2 separate regions of the Lactuca sativa genome follow, and region 1 is linked to region 2. Evidence: chromatin contacts called from public Hi-C data. All regions are on one chromosome and are shown on one strand. Each heading gives the region's core, a stretch centred on a gene start, on an enhancer-like site or on the middle of the called end of the contact. The rest is flanking DNA. Distances are from core to core; before and after follow the strand shown. Region 1 holds the start of LOC111886262 (transcription activator GLK1). Region 2 holds the start of LOC111886225.

What was found. Hi-C and Micro-C count contacts between places; a contact is called where the count stands out from the background.
Region 1: a contact with region 2 is called in a Hi-C map of leaf, with 4 times the contacts expected there. The contact joins the promoter of LOC111886262 here to the promoter of LOC111886225 in region 2. A contact is called at or near these places in 2 of 4 Hi-C or Micro-C datasets (both in leaf).

The regions. Positions count from the first base shown.
Region 1 is chr4:108,308,401-108,313,147 of Lsat_Salinas_v11, forward strand. LOC111886262 (transcription activator GLK1) reads right to left here and starts at 2,805. Exons shown (of 6, transcript XM_023882505.2): 1 at 2,037-2,805; 2 at 1,265-1,405; 3 at 1-141. The coding sequence starts at 2,498.
Region 2 is chr4:108,137,219-108,142,315 of Lsat_Salinas_v11, forward strand. It overlaps LOC111886225, which reads right to left and starts at 3,565. Exons shown (of 18, transcript XM_023882461.3): 1 at 3,398-3,565; 2 at 2,836-3,114; 3 at 2,554-2,643; 4 at 2,261-2,372; 5 at 1,705-1,732; 6 at 1,498-1,596; 7 at 1,292-1,352; 8 at 1,155-1,189; 9 at 987-1,061; 10 at 741-836; 11 at 548-611; 12 at 371-424; 13 at 58-143. The coding sequence starts at 2,901.

The DNA of each region.
Region 1 (4,747 bases), core at 1,555-4,054, 170 kb after region 2:
AACCCAAGGTCCCATGTCCCTCTTGCTTCCTCCTCCTCCTCCTCCTACGGCGGTGGTGCCACCATACATTTGACGTCGCTGGCTCCAACTTGCCGCCTCAGCTTCTCTTGCCAGCAGATGTTTTCGGTGAGACCTATATTTCTGCATGCAACAAATTTCACATACCTCAAAAATTAAACATCTGTCAACGGAAATTAATTATGATATCTTATAATATTATACGATACTTTAAAAAACTAAAGGCGATATCTTATATTCAAAAATTTTGAAAGATGGTGTAATAAGAAACAAAATGGCAGGAATGGCAGGAAACTTCATGTTCTACGAATTTGGTAACTAAAGCCAAAGGTAAACAAACAAAACATTGAATTGAATGCCACGTCTCTGTCGTTGTTTCTTTGTGATAAAAAAGTTGTCTTTTTAGGGTACAAACTACTTTATATCAATCATTTGACTGCATAGTCCTAATTTTCTTTATGAAACTTTGCATCATTGCACGATAAGCTTGCATGTGAACAATTTTAGCCATATTCATTTTGTGGAATGATGTGATCTTTCATACTTTTAATCCAATTAATTTAAGTAGTTTAATTGTTTACCACATTTGCATTTGAAGGATACGATTTAGCAGTGATAGGTAAAGATTTAAATTATATCGATACATTTGTTTTCAGCTATATACACAAATACAATATATATGGTATTTAACTATTTATATATTCATAATTAATAATCACCTCAGTTAAAGTAATACGTACATCTGTCGAAATTTAATGAGTATAATTACTAATCTTAGCATGCTTGTCACTGGTATAAGTGGTTCTTCGTTTGTCGGGGATCGATATTAGTTGATTCTCAAAAGATAGTCAATAATAATGTATTGATAAGATTTTGAGAGAATATATATAAAATTATCAGATTAAATAGTTAAACTGTGCCACTGAAAGACTGAAAATACTATAACATTTTGGTTTAGTTTTACTAATTTCAATCGTATGATGCTGAGATAGTCAACGTTATATCGTATTATATATGATCGGGAGTTGTAAATACCATCAATTGCCTACAGTAGAAATACTCGCTAAAATTATCGATTACACGAGTAATGTTATATTGTTATAGCCTCCAATAAAAAAATCACCACATTCGTACATAACGGTTTATTAAATAAAAAACTAACTACGAATGATAAAAAAGAAGTATTTAAAGAGTAATTGAGTTAATTAATATCATTCGTAACATTGGTTAATATGTATATATATACCTGAAGATGGCTAGCAATGTTATGACGAGTGAGACAGCCGATGCCCATAATCTCAAGAATTCTTGAAGGAACCGCCTTATCCACCCCCAACTGCTCCACCGCTTGCACGAATCTCCGGTGTAGCTCCGGCGTCCAGTCAACCTATACACCATCCATACGTATTACTTACATGTAACGCTAGCTGATAAGTTTATTAAGTTTTTCGAGAAATAACCATTTAATGAAATGGAGCCGAGATGGCACTAAATAGTCCAGCTAATGAGACTCAAGTTATATAAGTTGAGTAATAGTTTGGATTTATGGATATGTATCCAGTATGGCCATTGGGATCTGTGAATTGGCCATAGATTTTCCTTGAGATGATACCCGTGAAGAGAGTTAATTGGCAACCCGTGAAACTAATACTTAAAAGTTTTTTATTCGGTTTGGTAGTTTTCGTGGGTTCTAAATAAGTAAAGTTGATTGGAATACCTTCATATTATAATCATATAAGAATATATATATATATATAGATTTTAGATTGGAACTAGTTACTATTTCTACTAACCTCAACATTTTTTTGTATACTAATATATTTTCTGTTTGAAACCCTAATCTCAAGAAGTCTTTATTTAATCGTATCGCTCTATCTTTTAATATATTCGTTATTTAGCTGTTTAAATATAGAAAAAACCGTGATTATAGTTCATGAATTTAATACTGCTTGTACCCTAACCCTAACATTAATAGTTTTTTTTGAGGCATAACTATGCAAGCAGGTGTTTTTGTTTACCTTCACTTTCCTCTTTCCTTGACAAGAGTTCTTGGATTTGTCGGATGAAGATTTCCGTCCTCTATCGGCATCTTTTTCTTTATGAGCTGGGTTCGTAGCTCCACCTTCATTTCTTCGATCTCTTTTGCTCACAACTTCTTCTTTTCTTGATATCAAATCCTCAGCTTTCTGATCACTGGAGGAGAAGGAATTCATACTGTTGTTATTAAACTGATCAGATGAATCTTCTCCGCCACTAAGAGAGAATTCTCCGGCCATGAGTTCTGGGTCCATTTCCAAATCAGGCAGCATGTCCCGATCATCCATCCCCACAAATAGATCATCAAAATCAATACTCTCCAGCAAATTATCATCTGAGAAGTCAGGGAAGTCATCGCCAACAGAAAACCCGACCATCTCACCTCCAAGATCTCTCCCATCTCTGCCGGTGTTGTTTTCTAGTGGTGACACAACAGCTAACATTACAACACCGTTAAACTGATGAGACTGTGTATTATACAAACACACAAAATCACACTATAGTGGTGCAGTACGTGTCTATAGGATGATTATTATTTGCATGAAAAGGGCATTCCGGGAAAGAATTAAAGCAGAGTTTGAATTCTCCGATTGAAGGCAAAAGAGACAACTTGAGATAAATAATGGGATTGATATGAATTGTTTGTTTATTGCAGTGTGAGGGAGTGGTGAGGTTGGATCTCAACCACAACAAATTTGAGTTGAGTCATTGTGGAGGGGTCTTGTTTCTTTGTATTCATGTATATGTTTTTGGATTTTTTTTCTTATTATATCATATCTCTATACAGACATATATAGTAGTAAAATATAATGCAGAGGGTGTGTGGTTTGTGGGTGTGGTTTTTTGGGGAGCTTCAAGAAATATTTGCGCAATATGCATATAGGTGCACTCGTGAGTTGTTTTAATATTTTCTTCGACTTTTATATATATATATATATATATATATATATATATATATATATATATATATATATATATATATATATATATATATATATATATATATATATATATATATATATATATATAAAAGACGAGCATAATTTTGTGAGATAATGAGATTAAATTTTTTTAATGAAATATTTTAATATTTTGTTCATAAAAATAGAATATTCAATATATTCTAATATATATGTTTTAGAATATTTTAATATAAAATATGTTATTGTTTTAGAGTATTAGAATATTACATATATTTAATTTTTATGAACATTAGAATATTAAAATATTTTACTGGAAAAACATGATCTTACGGTCTCACAAAATTAGACCGTCTCAAATGAACTTATCCCTATATATTGTTAACGTATCCCTCAGGGAGAACGTCAAAAAAAAGAGAAGTCAAACTAACATCGGGCTTGGCCTGGTGAGAACTTTGTTTCCTATAAATAGCATTTCTACCTCGCAACTTTGCAAATCAAAACTTTGTTTCCTATAAATAGCATTTCTATCTCGCAACACCTATCATAATGATTATGCTCCCACTAGCCCAATAATTATGTCCTTACTAGCATAACACTTATGCTCCCACTAGCTTTGACATGTACCCAAAAATCAGTTAGATTTCTAGAAATCAATACTTATTGACTTTCTTACCAAAGTTCATATTTCTGATACAAGATGCTTCGATAATACTTTTATCTAGGCTTCACAAACTCATACACCTTTCCTTAGATAGCTCAAATGTATGTCTAAACTATTTCAGAACTTACAACAGTAAGTCCCGAATGTTCAGACTATTTGCCCTTTCTCATAATTCGAACTATGAAGAGGGATGTCGTAATCATAATCGAATTTGAGAACGCAATTAGCACAACTGCTAACTCCTTAAAATCCACTTAGTGAAAGCGTTTTCTCACAATCATTTTCATGAATTGGAGAGAAACCTTTTGCCACTCAGATTTTATGGTATATGTATTCCTATCCATGTGAATTTGTCATAACAGTAATCACAAGACAAGGTTTGTGATAAATCTAAACTCATATGGACTGAACTTGTTCAATCTTAATTTCTTGGCACTTCGTAGTATAGGGCCTACCATATATAGCTTCCAGGTTGTTGAACAGCTCACCTATACTGGTCAATGAACTTTCATAGATCAAGGTGCCTTTCCTTATGCAAACAATTGAGAACTCTTAGAATTCACATGCATAGTCAACTTTAACTGGAATGACACAGAAACAAGAATTTGTCAACACGATAGGTTACAACCCTCAAGTCGTGTGCTAGTGTTGAACAAAAGGTTTATACTTGATTATTTCTTGAAACTTTCAAAGACCTTTAAGAATCCCACTGACCTCTTGACATATAAGATTCTCTGTCGAGAAATGTTCCTCGACAAACAAATATTCAAGTGTTTGTACGGATTCTTATCAAGAAAACACTTCATATAATTGGTCTTAGTTGGTCTTTGTCTTATCCAAGACATCACAACTACCAATTTCAAATGTGCAAGAGTAAGAAACATTTCTACTCCACATTTCATGAGGTCTTATAAACTTTCTTAAAGATGTGTCACTCAAGGCATAATCTTGGAGTTCGAATCTAAGACTTAATTTTGGAACGATGTATGATTCAGCTTTTGATTTAACCATTTCAACAATTTCCCGATACCTCTTCTTGGTCATATAAATGCACCTAGGTGTCCTTAGAGGATCAATTGTGACACAGTTTCATAATCACTAAGACGAA
Region 2 (5,097 bases), core at 2,315-4,814:
GTCTTATACCAAAAAAATAAAAATAAAAAATGTTTAAAATCACAGTAGATATCTTACACTGCAGACACATGATCTTTATGCACACACTTGGCTTCTTCTAATTTTCTTGCATCAAAACTGTAACAATTGCAATTTTCATTTGCCTGTCACAAAAAGAAGTGTTAGAAACCATATACGAGGGCGGGCATTCATGTCTTTTGCACAGATGGGATGTGTTTTTTGGTTTCAGATTTTTGTGATTTGAATATTTCAACTTACACATGATTGATAAGATGTGTACTTTTGTAGATTATTCCAATATTTTTATAATTTATAATGGTTTGGGGATGTGGAAAGTGCATGTTGTAGATGATGTCCAGTTGGTACTTACAGCTGTGAAGTTCATCGGTTCCATTGGATTCCAAGCAATAGAATTTGTTTTTGTCTGAAAAAAAAGAAAAATATATAAAGTTGAATAATAAAAATGGTTCTACAACTAAGAAGATAGCATTATATTATACACACATGTATGTATCTATCAACTATAATTATATATTTGCAGACATACCCTCATGATAAGTTTTCTTGCTGGTGAAGACGTTCGAAGATCATATATTGTTATACTCCGATCACTACACACAAGTACCAAAAAAAAAAAAAAAAAAAAAAAAAACTTTAGAGATGAACGAATGGAAGGAAAAGTGTGTAGCTGTTTCTTGCATTTAAGCCAATGTTATATATATTATATAGAATCAAGTGACCTTCCAGATGTTGCAAGTATATTTGGTTCCCCGGGATTAAATCGGACAGAAATAACCGTGTCATTTCCCCATTCGAAACTGTTAACTGGCTGCGACCTATATCATGAGCACACCAATTAGACACACAAAACTATACAGGTCTTGAATGGAATGGAATGACGCATTCCATTCCTATCCCTTCTCAATTCCATCATACCAAACAAAACACCATTGTATCAATGATCTGAGCTAAATTTGGCTCATTACCTATTGTGGTCCCATATATCAACTTGAGCACCAGCTGTGGCAAAAAGACTACCTTCCCATTGATGGTCCACACCCCTGAAAATAATAAAGTCAAAATCCATGAAAACATGAAAAAGATAATCGTTGAGTTTCACAATGCAAGAGATAGTAATATACTAGTAAACTTACCAGAAGGCATTTTTCCAAACATAGGATGCAATTAACTGCAATCATAAAAACATAAATTTGCATAAACATGTTAACATGAGCAAGAATCAAGAAACCAAACTAGGGTTAGCAATTAGCACTTAGCACTTAGCACTAACCTTTTCTGAGGAATCAGATGAGTCGATGCCACTTGAAAGAGGAACCCTCCACAGTCTAACACTGATTCAATTAAGTAACAATAAACACATCAAAGTTAATGTTCAAGTTCAGGATTATAAATTGCTAAAATACTAATACTCAGTTTGGTTGAATAGACATTTCCATGATACCAAACACTACCCAAATCTAACATCATAAAGCTTACGTGCAATCTGTTCCACATGAAACAAGAACACCACCATCTGTAGATACAGTTAAACCTCGTACTGCACCTTGGTGCCCAGGATATTGACAAATTGTTTTCCTAGAATACAAAAGTTTGATTTCCAAAGAATTATAAGAATAACAAATTTCTTCATATGTTGTTATATTATATATTAATATATCATGTTTTCCTACGCTTCAGTATTACCTCGAAGCAATATCCCATAAACGAATATCTGCAAGGAATCACAAATTCAACATGTTAGTTGTTACAGAACATAACTTGGTTTTTAAAAACATATAGCCAAAAGAAACACTTGTCTTTTCAGAATATTCCGACTTACTTAAGGAAAAATATATGCTTCCTTTTGACTTCAAACAGACAAACTTATCTACATAAGCTTCTCATACAAAATTGACACTTGTGTTCATCACTATTATTGTATGCTTAAATGGGTTAATTACCAAAAATACCATTCTTACTTTTGGGGCTTTGGCAATTTCACAAACCTACTTGTTAAGTCAGTTTGACATATAATACATATTGCATTCAGTGACTAAATCTTACTGAAAAATTAATCACCAGTAAGTAAACAAAAATTGATATATAATGTTATAAACTTAGTGTTACATCTTTCCCTATATCAAGTTAAGTTCACAAACGTTTGAAAGAAAATATTTGATCTATTTGTATGTGTTATTGAATTAAAAGAAGAAAAAACATAGGCCAAAAGAAACAAATAAATATGGCAACTGAAGCTTACCTCCATCCATAGAACCAGAAAATACACCTTTCAAGTGACTAGGGTTTTTTGCCATACATGAGATGGCGTCTATATGCCCATCCATGGCTCCAATAAATGGTCTTGCAAATACCTATCATGTGTCCATGTCAAAATTAATCTCAACTATAACAAAAAATAACTAAAAAACAATGATTTGCTTTAACATTCAAAGCACAACAAATCAATTAGTTAGAAAAATGAAAAGCATATCAAACAGGTATCGAATATAGAGAGAGAGAGAGAGAGAGAGAGAGAGAGAGAGAGAGTATTACCTTATCTAATTTAGCTGCATTAAGGGCTCTAACATACTCCACAGCCTTCTCTTGAGTACGAAGGTTTGGGTCGTAGTTTCGAGAAACCCTCTGATACAATAGGAAATGAAATTAACATCAACGAGATAATCAGACTCCCATCGTCTCAAAAAAAAAACTACACTTGAATTTTGATGTCAATCGAAGCACTCATCACACGAAAATTCGACCGGGGTTTTGTAGTAAATCTAATATATTTGCTATTCTTTTCTCGAAATCATACAGACACCGAAACAAAATTACCTGAAGATCATTACTCCGCTCGCGTGTAAAATCATCTGCAGAGCGAGAAATAACCTTAACCCTCATACTTCTAAAAACAGTAAGTGAACGTTTGTTTCGTTGCAGAGTTTATCAAATAGATTTAGATGCAGAGCTTCGATAACGTTGATGGTAGTTCCGGCGGCGGCAAAGGTGAGAAAGCCGATGATTCGCGGGTGTTTGGCAAAATTACCAAAAAGGGCTTCCTTTTATATTATGACAATATGTGTATGTTCTTGTTATGAACACAATGTGTATTTCCTGTTAAGAACAGGAGCAATTGAACAGTTATGACCATTAGACAGCAATTGAATAGACACGCTGATACACCATTGTAGTGACAGCAGGCAATTTCAACTGAAATCAGGGGAAAAAATAAAATCGAAGCAATTGAACACATATATCTAAAATTATCAGACATCATACATATTTCGATTTCAACAAACATATGATTTAGATTTCAACCGAAATCGGGGGAAAAAGGAAAATCAAGAGCAGCAAAATACAGTTGAACGAAAGCAGTAAACGATGAAGAAAATCGTACATGAATCGTATTTGTGGTGTGCGACGGTCGCCGGTGCTGTGGGTGCGACGGTATCCGACGATGGAAGTCGGCGGTGAGCAATCAACGACGAGGAATAGGGAATCGCCTGAGGAGCGACGAGAGAAGAAGGGAGGCTGCGCTGTTTCTTTTTCTTCTGGTGAACATACGAACGAAAACTTTATTAGGTTAAGGGTATATTGGTCCATTACTTATTAGGTTAAGGGTATATTGGTCCATTCCTAAACAAAGTGAAATAAATAAAGGTTAAGGGAAAATGACTTTAAAGGGTAGGTTACTTTTTAAAATGTACACATTTTGTTTTTATTTTTTTTTTTTGTAAATTAAGCCCTTATATTTTATTAATATGTACACAATAGATCCTTTTGACCGACTTCTATCGGTTCTGCTGATGTGAAAGCACACGTGGCCCTAACAACAACTGCATAAAAATTAATTAGCTTAGTGACTCCTTATAAACGAATGTTAACATCCAAATTCAGGAAGCTTCAAACTCGAACACATAAAAGTGGGGATTTCGTAGAAGAAGAAAGAAGATGTCAAGTGGCTCAAGAATCTCCACAGGTTCAAGCAATCAGAGAGTAGATAAGGACGTCCTCTGTGATTGTGAACTCCCTTCAAGAATTCGTACCTCCAAGACCAAAGATAACTCTGGAAAGAAATTCCGAGTGTGCCCTAACTCATTGGTAAATACCTAAATTGATTTTATTTGTCAAATCGAATCAATTTGCTTCTTCTTTCCTGCTATGTTGTTGATTTTATTACTACAGAAACCAGGGGAAAAAGTGTAAATTTTGGGAATGGATTGATGAAGAACCTGAGAATATGAAGGCCATTGCAAAAGATGCTCTTTCAGATTTTGCAGATTATCTTAAACAAGTTTTAGAGGATGTGGCATCTGTTAGAGAAGAAGTGAAACAGTTGAAGGTTATGATTTAGATACTGATTTTGCTGGTCATTGTTAAGGTTATGTTTTGGGGTTGAAGATATGCTTCTGGTGGTTTTTATGGGATTTTGATGTAATAGACTTGTAGTGTAATTCTTGTTTATGTAATGGATGTTGATGTGCTTTATGTTTATGTAATGGTAAAGCTTATTGTTATTATATATAGATGTTGATGTAATTAACTCAGTCAAATGGAGGTAAAACCAAGACAAATTACAAGAAAGATTCTTTTATAGAGAATTGGATGTAAAGACAAATAAAAGTGGATGACAAAAGGCATCGAGCCATTTAATAATTACAAAAGATAAGCCCACCAACAGGGGTAATACAGTAATTTAGTTCAAAAGATTCGACAAGTACATCAAAAGTAAACAACTAGTAGGGGTAATATAGTAATAAAGTTCAAAAGATTACCCCACACTACATCAAAATATATATGTCACATGCATTACCCCACTACATCAAAACCTAATTACTCTAAGGTCACATGTTTGTCTTGGTTGCATCCAGTTTCATACTTGACTTTAACATTTTTTTGAATACCAATTTCTGTGATTCTTTTTGAAAACTTTCTCACCCTACCAGCATCATTCAAAGGAACCTTCTTCATAGGACTTCTCTTCACAGGACCCTTCTTCACAAGAACCTTCTTCATAGGAGCCTTCTTGTAACGCCTCATTTCTAGTATGTTGCTTCCGTGGTATTTATCTTGAAGTTTTCGAGAGGGACTCGGCGA